Regions from separate parts of the Gossypium hirsutum genome. Here regions 2 and 3 are each linked to region 1. A link is a contact called in public Hi-C data. All regions are on one chromosome and are shown on one strand. The core of a region is the stretch at or near the end of the contact, and the rest is flanking DNA. Distances in the headings are between cores, read along the strand shown.

Region 1 (4,720 bases), core at 1,459-3,958:
AACAACTTCTGACTTGATGATACTCTTGAGCCCAACTGAACATTTCAAAGAGAAAAGGGCATAAATCAGTTAGCCTGTCAACTAGATCACTTCCAAACAATAAAAAGTTATGATAATTCATGCAAAAGTGAAAACTCTTAACCAGATTTCTTCTATGACAAAAGAAAAAGAAGAAAAAGAACTACCATATCTCGATTACATGGCATCATATTCCAAACTTCAAAAGCCTTTGTTCTCTAACTAATAAATTGAAAATCACTTTAGCATCTTTGGAGGTCAACTTTCTAACAGTCGAAAAGCAGTAGCCTCTATTACCATGGGAATTGAATCTGCAGGGAGTCTGGTTTCTTGGGACCATGATTGGTCATTTTCTTTCCATAAATTGTATGTTTCATGCTCCTGCAGGTGAAGATCCTTCATTAGAGTCTTCTGAACACTAAATAAACGATGGAGCTCGTGGACCTGATAAAACCAACAGCAAGAATATAAGCATCTAAAGTGAGGGTAGAATCATGTTTCTTCATGCATCAGATTTTGACATGCATGGCCTAATGGTCCACCCTTTCAGTAAAAGCAATATATTAAAGTATAATTCCAAATCATGTAAACTCATCCAGTTTGAGAGCTATAAAATTAACACCACAAAGTTTAAGCCAAAAGTTTCCACACCAAGATCGTCAAAAGTGTGCCCAACAAAGGGAAATTATTAATAAGCATCAAATCCTGGCCTCACTTTATGGCAAATTCAGAATAGAAAATTTTAGCAAACTAACAAGTAATGAGCCGAGAAGGTATCCTTGTACCTGATTTCTGAATATGATCTCCTGATCAAGCATCGTCAGTTTGAAAATATCTTTAAGTGAATCAGTGTATCGTTGCACTGAATTCAAATCAAAATCTCCCAGCATCAACATCTTTTCCGCAGAAGAATGAAACAAATACATCAATTGATATCAGATCTTACATCCTCGAATAAATGAGTCTTGAAAAGATGTTTCACATGTCCCTTTGCTCTCCATTTCTGCACACAGTTTTCACATAGAAACCACGGTGATAAGATAGTGACTACCACTAGTAATTAATAAGGTTGCCATTCAGGGAAAATGATAATAGCCAATTAGGCAGCCAATCTTGGAAAGACAATGGTCTTTCCGTGTGAGAAACACATGTCTAGAAAAAATCCTGTTTAACAATTATCAGATGAAATTTGAAAACGTTCCATCAATTTCATTATAAAAACATAGAATTTAACCTGGCCTAGTCCATTCAAACAACATATTTAAACTGAAACACCAACTGACCATAGTCATTGCAAGATTTTAGCCATAATTCTAACTACTGCCATACTTTGCTATAGAACAGTTTAACCTTATTAATATTTCCAACTACACAAACTTGTTTGGTCAATATGAGGTGTAATTGGCAAATTTAGAATTATTACTAAAGAAGAAAACCAAAGTAGCCAATAGCAAAGACTCTGAAGAAATGGCGAAAATATCTATGTTATAAATGGAAGAATTACTGACTAACATCAGCATCATATATCAAAGCATTTTCTTAGCTGTTTCCCACTGAAACAGTGCTATTTGTAGGATATTATGACACAATGGCATCCTTCAGAATTACAGTTTTAATTCATATAAAAACATTGAAATAGCGTATTTCTAAAAGATAACTTAAAGGCTCAACTAAGCTTCATCCATAAGAAACTTTTCCCTATGATCCAACAATTACCAGCTGAGGAGAAAATTAGGTGGCTGAAACACACAGCACCAGGAGAACATTGAAGTCACTTCTTACGATCACATACAACAATCTCATGAAACAAGCATGGACAAGTATGTGATTAAAAATAGATGCGGGTCTGTAGACATTTACCATAAAAGGTCTCTTTTTTGCTTCCATTTAGACATAACTAATGTTCTTTCCTCATCTAGTGACTAGTACATTGTTGAAACATGCAGATGAATCTGGGTAAAATTTTAACCTATAAAACAAGCCATTGAAGCCACATTCTGCTTATATTTATACGCCTTTTAAAAAATGAAAAAGAAACTTGATTATGACTACCCAGAAACGGAATCTACCGAGAGGAACAGAACTTGATGTTAAATCCTAATAATTGATGATTACATCAACACTTAGTAAAACAAAAAGGCAACCTCATAAAAAGCAAAGGCATGAAGCATTAAAGAAAGAAACAGAAAAACTAACAAGACATGAACACATAAACAATAAAGAAAAAAAAAAGCTTAAAATATGAGCACCGAAATCCCAGAAATCTAGAGGGAGAAAGAACTCACCGGGAGACAAATAATCCACAAAAATAAATTTAAAAACATTCCGCTATGAGATAAAGAAAACCCTCTACTTTCCACTTTGGTTCTTCCCAGAAACAAGTGACCCAACTGTCTTAACCAGATCGCAATAAAGATGTTAAAAGGAAAAAAAACAATTCCCAAGAACCTCAACTACTAAAAACTCAATGCAGTTAGGTGAAGGAGATGATATGTTAAAAAAGAAAAGAAATGAAAAGGAATCAGATCACGGGTTTGGGACCAAATAGAAAGAAAGGAAAAGAGAATTGAAAGAGGGAGGAGAGAAGATAAAAGGAATTCTCATTTTCTTTTTATATTTGAGAAGAGATTGTTGCAGCACATCATTGTTTCTTTTTATGCTGCTATTTATATTCACTTTCTGTCTCTTTCTCTGCTTTCTTTTCTTTTTAGGGTTTTGACAATGTTTACATTTGTTTGTCTTTCAAATTTTAATTAAACTCAATTGGGAAAGGAAATGTGATATTATTCAAAATAAAATATATTTATGTTAATTTAATTTTTGATTTTATCCCTCCCCAGTAGAAACCATTTAATTTTGTAACCCCAGTTGGTCCACTGCCACTGCCCGATTTATATTATTCATTCATTAATCTTCTTGTATTTGTTTATTCAACTTTTCCTTGCATATGAACAAGTTGGTTAGACATGAATGCATACGATTTGGACTTGAATGTGAGAGGTTAAGAGGGGACATTATATTATAATCGTATCATTTCTTTTGAAAATGTATATTTATTTTTCATTAAAAACGTTAATCAGAATTAGAGGTATATAATTATCATAATTTTTTTTTGAGTAAAGGCTTTTTTTCTTTATATAATTATGAGGATAAACAGAAACCAACGATCAAATACAGCTCACGTACATCCATGCAGCATGTTGCTTCAAATGGTAAGTCCAAACGCAGTAGCAGCGCGTATGATTACCCTTCTTGACCCGACCCGGGGAGAAGACTGGAGCGAGGAGGTTTCCGGGTCAGAATGCAGTGTGGATGGGTTTGAAGGATTTGGGGAGAGGCAAAGTGATGAAAGTCTGAATTTTGGATAAAGGGCAAATGGAAAAAGACAAGTCTTTTTCAATACCGAAAATAACGATACTCGCAACGATGATAATTTTTTATAATATTATTAAATTATTAAAATAGTCATTTTTATTTGTATCAAATTATATTTTAGTCACTTATAATATCATTTTGTTACGAAATGGTTAGTCTGTCGTTAAGATCTATTAACTCTCAAACAACAATTCGACCTGACAGTTAAAATGATTTTTTAATGCCAATATAAATGTCTAGTCAAGTAAATTAATTAATTTTTTATTAAATAACTTTAATTAATTGAATTTTTTAAATTAATTAAAGGAAAATGTTAATTTAATTTCTCAAAATAATTAAAACCAATGCATCATATTAATCTTTGAACTAGAAAAAAAAAACTTTAGTCCCTTTTTTTTTAATTTTCGTTTCCATTTTGATTGATTTGATTTTTTATTCAAAATGGAAGAACAAAGAATCGACTCAATAGAGGGTCCAGTCATGAATAACAGTGGGTAATGAGTTTTTTTGTTCTTTACATGGGTTTTGAGTTCATATATTATGATTATTATTTTTTTGCAAAAAAGTGGTCTATCTTTTTATATTTTTATGTATATGTGACAGACAAAAAAGATACGCTTCATATTTGTTTATTTGTGTATTGTGGGCAACCACAATAGCAATCAAGTATAGAGGTTGATGTGTCAATTTATTTTTCTTCAGCTTCTTTGTCGTTTTGCTTTTCTTTTCTCTAATGGTAACAAAAAGAATCCATCAAGTGTTTCTTTTTAAATTGGAGAAAATTGGGTTTTAAAACTAAATTTTGTATTTTATTTTCATAAAAAAATTAACTTTTCTCATTCCAGTTGGACATCTAAATTGGTATTTAAAACTCATTTTAATTGTCACATTGAACTATAGTTGGAGAGGTAACAGATCTTAAAGATAGAGTAATCATTTCATAACAAAACAATAACGCGAATAACTAAAATATAATATTTTAAATATAAATAATTAAAATATAACTTGAAGTAACGAAAATGAATAAAATTTGATGATAAGATTTAAGAATACGATGCTGTCCTTGTCTGGAGTAGACATTACAGTGTCTTGGGAAAATGTTGAACCGTGTAAAATGTAATTTTCGTTTTTCTTTGGTTAGGAATATTCCTGTACTTTATTTTTCTTTCTTCTATTTTTGGACATGAAGATGATCATGGTTGAGCTGTTAGTTTGTGGTTAACTTCAGATCAATGCCTAACATGGTTAAATAGCTTTTGCATAATTGTGTATTTTTAACCTTTTTAAGTTCGGCGCTGTATTTGGTAATTGATGGCTTGTTGTCACA
Region 2 (4,856 bases), core at 1,278-3,777, 40 kb after region 1:
TTAGTGTTTAGATGCATTTTTCAACAAATATTCAAGATTGTGCAAGTCCATTGCCTCAAACCAAACTGTTGCGAAATTTACTGTTAGCGCATTGCTAGCTTAGGCCAAGACCAAAATAGAATATTGAAAGCTTATGGCTAAAATGTTTAGCTCAATGTACTTCGATTCAAAAGACAGTAAATCCTCAGCATCGTAAATTAAAACAATGGATCTTGTAGATGATACTACAATATTGACAATCACTAAAACCAATAAAAATGATAAGAATGAGATAAATAGTGAGATTCCCTACAAAGTTTCTAAAATGTACATGCAAAAGTCTTCAAAAGAAAAAAAAGATGAATAGTGAGGTTCCTCGCATAATCATCAAATTTAGGGAATATATTCTAAAATGATTCAGGGAATAGTGAGATTCCTTACAAAGATTATGAGATGAATAGTGAGATTCATTGCCAAGTTTCTGAAATGATTTAAGGAATATATTCTAAAATAAGATGAATAGTGTAGATTCCCTGCAAAAATATCTAAAATAGTAATAATGTATGCAAAACTATTAAAATTTTAATGATGTATGGAAATAGATTCCTTAATAATGTCGTTGTAAAAGAGGTAAGAGCCCTCAATAAAAAAACTCTCAATTTGGAGATGAAAGTCACGTTTTAATTTTCCCAAAATTCTTCTAAGCAAAATTTTTCCATCTTCTCAAAAAATCCCTCCATCAAATTTTAACTTTTTTAAAATTTAAAATTCTAAATTTTCATTTGCATCCATCCTTAGATCCTTGAGCCTCATTTGTATCAGAGCAATAAATAAAACATGTAATTTTAAGTTTTAAATTTTTTTTAAAAAAAATTCAATATTTTTGAGTTTTGGTTTAACTATATTTATTAATATATTGTTATTATCCATTTTGGATGAGTCCAAATATGTGTCAAACCGTCAGTGTTGAAGCTATCAAAACTATCTCAATTTTTATTGTTTTAAGAGGCTGAAGACACATAATGTTCAATGATTCATTATTAGGAACAGTTGAAACAAACCTATGTACTAGCTTTATACATTTTAATTGCTTCCCAAATTTTATGGTTTCAATAATTGATAAAAAAATATTTTAAAATCCTTGACCCTTCAAGTTCATACTCATACTTACAAGAAGCATCCTGAAATGGAGGTGCTAACATTAATTTATTAGCTCCATTTTAAAGTCATGTATTTCGTAGTGAACACTACAACTTTAGTCCATAGCTCAAAAGGAGAAACTCTTTTAATAGAAACAAACACCTTAAGATTCCACCGTATCCTAGTTCAGAAGCATCTGTTTCTGCTGTCTACTTGTGTCATATGGTGAAAACACCTAGAAAAAGACGACTGTCATTACTTGTAATAATTGATTGTTAGGTAAAAAAGGTTTTTGTAATTTTAACATTCAAAAGCTCAATTGAGTGCAATATATATAGGGGCTTATTTGATTTTTTTTGAAAAAAGTTTAGGGGCTTTTAAAACTCTATAGCCTAAAATTTAAGAAAAATCAATATGAAGAAAGAAATTCTGGTCAAATAGTGAAATCTTAGTTTTGATTTATAAGTTTGATCATCGATGCAAAGATAAAATTCATTATTCTTCAATAAATTAGTTATAGTTGTCGACATCGCACCTAACAACCAATCTCTTCTTACCTTCTCGATAAAGCTCGTTAACATTATTTATCTTATTAACTAACAACCTTATAATGAAGAGCCTAAGATTTAATTTATTAATAGCATAAAAGGCTAGAGAGGCCCAATTCTAGCTAACAAAAACACACAAGTTCTTTTAGACTAAATTACATATCCACGTAACAAAGAATTGCATAATTCATCATACACAATCATGCTCTTATTAAAATAATTAAACAATTATAGATTTAAAAATATTAATTGAGAAGACAAATATTCTAAAATATCAAATATTCTAAACTAATAGCAAATGCGATTAGGTATAGTTCTGAACTTAAAACTATGTATTTCAAGTGCAAACTTACAAGCCATTATTGAGAATTTTGTTGATGTTTTTAGGCTTTTTTAAGTGTCAAAATAGTTTCGTGAGACCTTTTAATTCCTTTCAAATAATTTGACAAATTATGGCAATACGAGTAACTCATCCATTGAAGTGGAAAAGTGAAGGCAGGCCATACAAGTGAGCAACTTGAGGTTTTGGGGTAGGCCTAGCTTCGGGTTCTGCATGGGGATGAAAGTGTAGAAAAGAATAGAATATTATTATGAAGAGCAGCTCTCGAGCTCGTTCTTCTCAATCCAAAAGCATGCCGATAATGGGTGTATGCACTTGCATAATCTTCATCAGCTCCAATTTGTTTGATCCAAATTCATTATATTTTTGTTGTTAACCATGCTTTGCTAAAACTAAATGTTATATGAGGATAAATGATATACAAAAAACACCATATTCTAACATGTTAGCAAGCTTATCTTTGATTGCAGGGCTCCAGCATCCTTCTTGGACCTTTTGGCCCAGAATTCTTCAAAGAAAACTGGTGCAGTGATATGAAACGAACATGGGTCAATTCCAAGAGCTTTGGACCAATGTTGAGCAGCCCACTCTTTAAGGGTTGGATTATCAAAATGAGGATCGCAAGGATCTAAAATACAACATAACTGCCGTTGGTGCCTTGATCTTGACAGTCGAGTCTGGTTTTCAGGTAATATATTTATAATGTCTGCAACAAATACAGGACATTAACTTTGTTGAGCACCAAACCAACATTATCGTCGACAACACTTGGTTTATTTCCTCAAACGGCCCTGCTGCATCATGTGCATGTGCAATTATATGTTCAATCTCTCCACCATAATTTACTTGCCTCTATTTATTTATTACTACTTTGGGTATTTGTTTAATGATCACCAACTGAAAGGGAACAAACTTCTAGACATATTATACTAATCACACTGGTCTTAATAATTAATCAAACTGTGTTTTTCAGGTAACTGAGCAACATCAGTTTTTCTGGAAGTGGATTAGGTTCAGATCAGTTTTATTAATTCCACTTGATATTCTCTTCTTAATCTTTATCCAAAACCAAAACAATCATTTTAAAAGTACATTTAACTGATATTCAAATCCATATATGCCAATTACGCTGTTTCCACCGATTGAATCCTCCTAAATCTCCTCATTGGCTATACATGCATGTAATTCACCATAGAATCCCAGGATTATATGTCACCATCTTCCTTTCTCTTTATCGTGAATCTCTTGCTTTAATCTCAAGGATTGTCTTTAATTATAACAAGTTGAGGGGTAGATAGAGAAGAAAAGAAAGCCCTTTGAGAGTAGGCAAAGGACAGCAAAGTGAGTTCCAACTCATTAAAACCTTAGAATATATTTGAATGAATGAATCATAATGATGTCAATAATGTGCAGTGAAAGCATCAACAGGTTCAACTTGGCTCTGAACACAACACCTGAGCCAAGGAGTTATTGAGTTTAAAAATTAACTCGGTGAATTGGCTGATATATGGTTTCCTTTGAATAAGTTATCCTTTTAGGCCCAGTTGGTCACCTTCTTGTACATGATTACACCCAAAACAAAAGACAGTCATTAAATGCTTGATAGAGGAAGTCCATGTCCTCCCTTTTATTAACTTATCCCTTCAAACCATGTCTTGATCTTGACCTTTTTGCCTCTCTCAATCACGCACGCCTGATTATAATTATATTGCAAAGTTGGGTGGTGTAAAAGTATAGTATTTTTAGTGCTGTTTTCTTAACCTTTTTCATGATTTGGAAGTGAACTAACAATCACAAAAGAAAAATCCCCGTAGTTCTGGAAAGATTAGGACTTGCGAACTACTTTTTTAACATAATATGCTTCACATGATGAGTTTAAAAATTGGGGGTAATAAATAATAATCATAGACGCTCAATGGTCAACATGAACAGAAATGAGTATTTATTTTGGATAGCGATGGCCCTATAAGTTTATTTCTAGGATGCAAATAATTACAGAATACTTTATGAAATGTGTAGTTAATGGAATCTAATTAAACAATTAACCTATTGGATCTCGTCTTATTGTTTTTAATTTTTTTTAAATCTCAATATATTTAGCTCTATACCACTTATTTTGGTTGATTAACAAATTTAAGTTAAAAATGATTGAAAGCATGAAGATCGGAAACACAATAAAAATAGGTGTGGGTATAGAAATTGTTTACCCAATTCTATAGTATTTCTAGTCCTATTGTGAGCCCTCACTCTTATATATCAATCTAAGATCACTTTATTTCACTTAGACTTAACTACTTGAAAACAAGATACTAACAACGAATAAAGAAGTGTTCTTACTCAATCGTCCATAATCAAACTAAGCGAGCCTTCTTTAATTAGGTATTATAGGCTTACAACCTTCTAATCAGTGTAAACGTGTATTTCCTTGAAATGTGTTCAAGAAAGTCTTATACATTGAAATCAAATCATTGGAGATCTTGAAGTGTTAGACTTCAGTAAAATCAAATCTCTTCATTTATTGAAACACAATCACATGTAAAGTTTCGTATAATCTTCTTGCTTGATACTCATCGAGTACTGCTCAAATTTCTTAAAGGATGTAAGAATTAAACCTAGATATTTCAGTAAAAAAAATTGTTAAATTGCATAATCCATCAGTTGCAACTGATAATGGAGCATGCAACTAACAATAAATAAATAAAAATCAAAATTCCAAACTTGCTAGTGATAACCAAGCAGTGAACTATCAAGCTGTTAAGCTAAGGAAACAAGAAGAATGCATTGAAATATTATTGAAGAAGAAACCCCATTTCTACAACGTTTACAGAGACAATTATTTATAATACTGT
Region 3 (4,830 bases), core at 1,943-4,442, 63 kb after region 1:
AAAATACTAATTAGATGATTTAATATTGCTCTGGTGCAGTATAGAGGAAGAAAAATGATGAAAGGCTGTATTTGTGGTTCACAAAAATAGGCGAACTTAAATACCTGTGATGTTGTTTCATTTTTGCCATTTGGTCATGTTGGTAGTCACAATTTTTCTTATAAAAAGATGGGACTATAATTACTTCCAAAATAGTACTACATTTGGATTGTTCCATAATTTCAATTCAGTTGAAATACTAACGATTTTGTCATTTTCCGGAATATTATATATTTCTTAGGCTTAATATGTCTTTTGCTTCCAACTTTCGTCACTTGTTTTGTACTAAATTTTTTTTCGGTGTTTAAATTTTTATTCTATCATATTTTGTGTTAGGATCGTCTCGATTAAGCAACAAACAAGTAAAAATAGTAGAAAAATTGAGAAAATGAACACACAAATTTAACGTGGAAAAACCCCTCCAAAGAGGATAAAAAATTACGGGCAAATATAATTTTACTATAATGACAAAAAAACGAAGAGTACAAAAAATAGAGATAATAACTAAACCCCGAAAACCCAAAAACAAAGAACCATCAAAACGTAAACACAAAATTCTCTGAATGTGTTATGAGTTCTAATCTAATGGGTATTTTTCTAAGATTGTAAAAGAGCCTATTTATAGGCTAAATTAGTAAGTTAAATAAACTATACTAATAAATGCTAAATATATTATACTAATAAATACTAAATCTTCTAGAAAGAAAATATATTTTTGTTTAACTTGACTTTCAAGCAATCTCTTAGAATTTGGGTCACACAACTCTAACATTTTGGTACTTCAATAGTAACATCGTTAAAATATGTTGTTGTGCTACTGAGGATCAATAGCATGATGACACATGATAATCTCACATTTTGAAACGTGATAAAAATTCAAAAATTAAAATATTTAAAAATTATAATTTTTTACACATATGGAATGAACCTGAACAAACGATTGTCTAGATAAATTTGAATTTGGACAATGTTTGTTCAGGTTTATTTTAGACATATTTTTAGTAATTTTATATATTTTTAATTTTTCATAAGTAACATTTTTTTATAATATTATTAAATTAAAATTACATAAAATTTTATGTTTTATACATTTAATATATTTTAATTCCATAATAATATAAAAAACTAATATTTTATTAAAACTTAAAAATATATAAAATTACTTTTAAAATGTATGGAATGAATCTGGGCAAACTGTTGTCCAAATTTAAATGTATTTGGACAACAATTTGTTCAAGTTTATTTTTTATGTGTAAAATTTATAATTTTTTTAATTTATATATATATATATATATATATATATATATGTGGAGGTATCACGTGCTACCATAATATTACTAGTCGATGCCACATCAGTGTATTTTAACGGTGTTATTATTGAGGTGTGTGATGTAATTGAGTAACCATAATTTGAGTATTTCATATTAACCACTACAACCAAATAGTGTTTTTCTGCATTTTATTTAGCTTATAGCAACGTTTATAAACGCCACTGCAACCACAAAAAACCCAACGAAACTGATGTCACAAATATTTAGCAACGTTCGAGCAAGAAGTGCCACTATATTTTTATAAATATTATGATCTTTTTAGATAATTTCTTTTTAATTCTCAAAAAATTTGGCGGTGGTTTCTAAAACAAGGTAGTAATTTGTCAAGCGTCGCTAAGTTGCAGCATTTTTTCCTAAAGCACTTCTAGAACTTTACATTTATAGACATTTGTCCATAACAAATACTGACATTTTATTTAAAAGTGAAATAAATAAATAAAAATAAAAATATTTTCTAATAAAATTTAAAATATCTATTGAGCATACTAATAAAAAAGGAATTTCTTAAAAAATATTTAATTAATTAAATCTATTAAAAAATATTTTATTTAATTTACTTTTTATATATAAGCTATATATTTAAAATGCTCAAAATATTTATACTTGAATTTACTTTTAGAATGGGTAGTCGACTTATTAGAAAAATAATTATTTTTTTCACCAAATAACACCATTCCGGTTAATTGTGTTGATTTAAAAAAAGAAAAAGCCCTAAGACATGCAAATGCATCGTGTTGAAGAAGAAGAAGAAGAAGAAAAAGCTGTAACACATGCAGATGCACTAAATTGAATAAAAAAATATCTTCAAAAAGAATAATATATATTTTAAATGTTTCTAGTAAACTGGAGTGCATATTCTAAGAATAAATTCAATTGTGAACATGTAGGTTGTTTTAAATATATCATATAAAAAGTAAATTAAATAAAATTATAAAAAAATCAAACTAATTGATGTGTAATACAAATCTTTCCCAATTACACAATGGGTAAAAAAATGAAAATGAAATAATTATGAATTAGTTAACTAAACAGGGATTCCTTAATTCAGAAACAAGTGGGAAATAGTAATTACATCAAAGGAGTTTAGAATCTTTTCATATTATGCAATGAAATAGTTGCCCACAAGTAATTGAGTCAAATCTCAAACATGGTGAAGGGAATCAGGAGGTTACGTGCACAAATAACAAAAAGATTTAGGTCTCTAGGTGGGAAGTAACTTCCTCATCAGTCCTACATTATGGGAATCTCCAGGCTATCAAAATATGGGAAGAAACTAATTTACTTACTTGTTTAATTACCCCACCAGTAATCATTTAGTTGATGTAAAATAAGGAAATGTTGCCAAAATGTTCATGACACCACACTCTCTCTTCATTTGTTATTATCAAAAACTAAAAAAATATTTAACATAGTAGAAAATCTGTCCTCCCTTAATTTTCTTAATTTCTGCTCACATTGACGTCAATTACTTTCCTCCTGCCAATCATCATTGGTCATATTTCTGTTAGACTTCATTTTTTGGCATAATGGCGGTTTAATTCAGAAATGTTGTCCCTTATTTTTTAATTCAATCCAACAATAGAAAGGCACTTTGGGCAGCTTAAATGGCGAAGCCACGTGAATTCTCGCACGAGATGTGTGCTTCCATTCATCGCTAAACTGTGACAAAGCGGAAACTGTTTCTTTACTTTTGTTTCTTCCACGTGACACAAAAAATAAAATTAAAATTCCGGAAGTGAGTAAATTAGACAATAATAATCCGATTTTATTATCTTAAAAAGAATAAAACAATTGCGGTCACCGACGACTGCCAGCAATGCAAGAAAGCGACGTCCGTGGACCCAAACTGACACGTGGCCACGTCACCCGATACTCTTACAGGTGGCATTGCTCTAATACGGTTCATATTTTCTTTTTCTTTTTTTCAAAAATAAAAACGAAAATTACAGCTTATGTTTCCTTAAAAAAAAAAAAAACCCAACTTATCTTGATTAACACGTTCCCTTCCTCTTCAAACTCTATAAATAGGTAACCATTTTTGCCTCTAAATTCTCCTCCTCCTCTTTTTCTTCCTTCTTTTTTGCTTCTATTTTCAATTTTTTCCCCCAGATTTTTAAAAAGATTTTCCGTTCCATCTCCATAAAAACCTTTGCTTCTTCTTCTTCTTTTTGTTCCGCCTTTGTCGAATCTCGTAAGAACTGCATTTTAGAGACCGGTTCTTCGTCTGGGTTTCACCTCGTTAGCCAGGTTCGTTACATTAAACGTTTTTTTTTGTCTCTATATTTTTAATTGTTGGGTTCTCATTCTTTGATGCTTTTAAGGATTTAAGATCTCTTATTTCGTTTCACATTAAGGTTTTTAACTCGTTTGGGTGAGACATGCATGTCAAATGAAATGAAAACACGCAAACACATAAACATATGATGTATCTATAACCCAGCTATATATTTCCAGCCTTTGGGGATGTTATACATTTGATTCTTCTTCTTCTGTGGGTCTGTTTTTATTTGTCTTCAGTTTTTAATCTTTTTCTTTGTTGTTTTTAAAAAATATATATATTTTAATTGTTTTTTAATGGTGTACGGGATCTTTTCCTGTTTCGGTGGCTGTAGTGTATATAAGAGAAGAAAAACGATTTTGATTGTCAATTTCATTTGTTTGTTTATTTGATTTTGTAAAAGTTTCTATTTTGTCGGTTCCTACCTATGAAGAACTAGGTAAAAAATTTATTGAAAAATTTAGAAACGTGTCTTAATCTTTTTTCTATTCTCATGTTAACATTAAATAGGGAAAATATCAAATTACTGTCGATGATTCAATATTGCTATTATGTTTTCGTTAGGGTCGCCCAGTTTCAAATAAAAATTGTTTTTTTAAAGATTTGATATTTTTTGTTGTTTGAGTACAATTTTATTATTGATTAATTTTCTTTTGTTTTGTCATTGGAATATCATTATATTGACGAAATTCGAATGATTTAACTTTTTTTTTTTAACATTTCAAGAATATTAAAAATGAAACCTTCTTTGCTGATAGTAATTATTCCGTGAGATTATACCATGAATAGTCTTCCTTTTTCTTTTTAAAATATGAATGATGTTTTAATATGGTAGCTTTGTATCTTTCACTTTTTTTTTCTTATTTCAACTGTATTTATTTTATTTACAATTTTGGGGTGTGTGTGTTAAATATGATCGTTTTGGTAGTTGCTGTTTCTTGGAAAAAGAGTTAATAGTATTAGTGAATTGTTTCTCTCTCTTTTATTAGTGTGTGTTTTAATACTATAATACTTTGATGTTGATGTATGGATTTAGATCTGCAGTGTAATCACATGTATGATAATAATCTCATGTATGTTATATTGATGTTTCAAGATCTTTTTAGTTTGATACAAATTGGTGAGTCATTTCATTTAGATTTTCAAGTATTACTTGATTGTAGATGAATGTATGATCTGGAC

Evidence for each region. A called contact is a pair of places that touch in the nucleus more often than the background predicts.
Region 2: a contact with region 1 is called in a Hi-C map of leaf, with 2.1 times the contacts expected there. The contact joins the enhancer-like site here to the promoter of LOC107946933 in region 1. A contact is called at or near these places in 14 of 34 Hi-C or Micro-C datasets (anther, callus, fibers and 4 more).
Region 3: a Hi-C map of hypocotyl shows a contact between it and region 1, with 2.6 times the contacts expected there. The contact joins the enhancer-like site here to the promoter of LOC107946933 in region 1. A contact is called at or near these places in 4 of 34 Hi-C or Micro-C datasets (hypocotyl and leaf).

The regions. Positions count from the first base shown.
Region 1 is chrD12:57,774,458-57,779,177 of Gossypium_hirsutum_v2.1, reverse strand. It overlaps LOC107946933, which reads right to left and starts at 2,708. Exons shown (of 6, transcript XM_016881441.2): 1 at 2,304-2,708; 2 at 804-1,021; 3 at 316-462; 4 at 1-35. The coding sequence starts at 944.
Region 2 is chrD12:57,734,127-57,738,982 of Gossypium_hirsutum_v2.1, reverse strand. No RefSeq gene overlaps it. Among protein-coding and RNA genes, the nearest start is that of LOC107946932, 30 kb to the left of the region's middle. Within about 2 kb of position 2,527, at least 3 of the 9 cell types and tissues checked have an H3K27ac peak or open chromatin away from gene starts, as enhancers often do. A contact at or near this core is called in leaf, where this site is marked.
Region 3 is chrD12:57,711,488-57,716,317 of Gossypium_hirsutum_v2.1, reverse strand. It overlaps the pseudogene LOC121224322. Among protein-coding and RNA genes, the nearest start is that of LOC107886092, 26 kb to the right of the region's middle. Within about 2 kb of position 3,192, at least 4 of the 9 cell types and tissues checked have an H3K27ac peak or open chromatin away from gene starts, as enhancers often do. A contact at or near this core is called in hypocotyl and leaf, where this site is marked.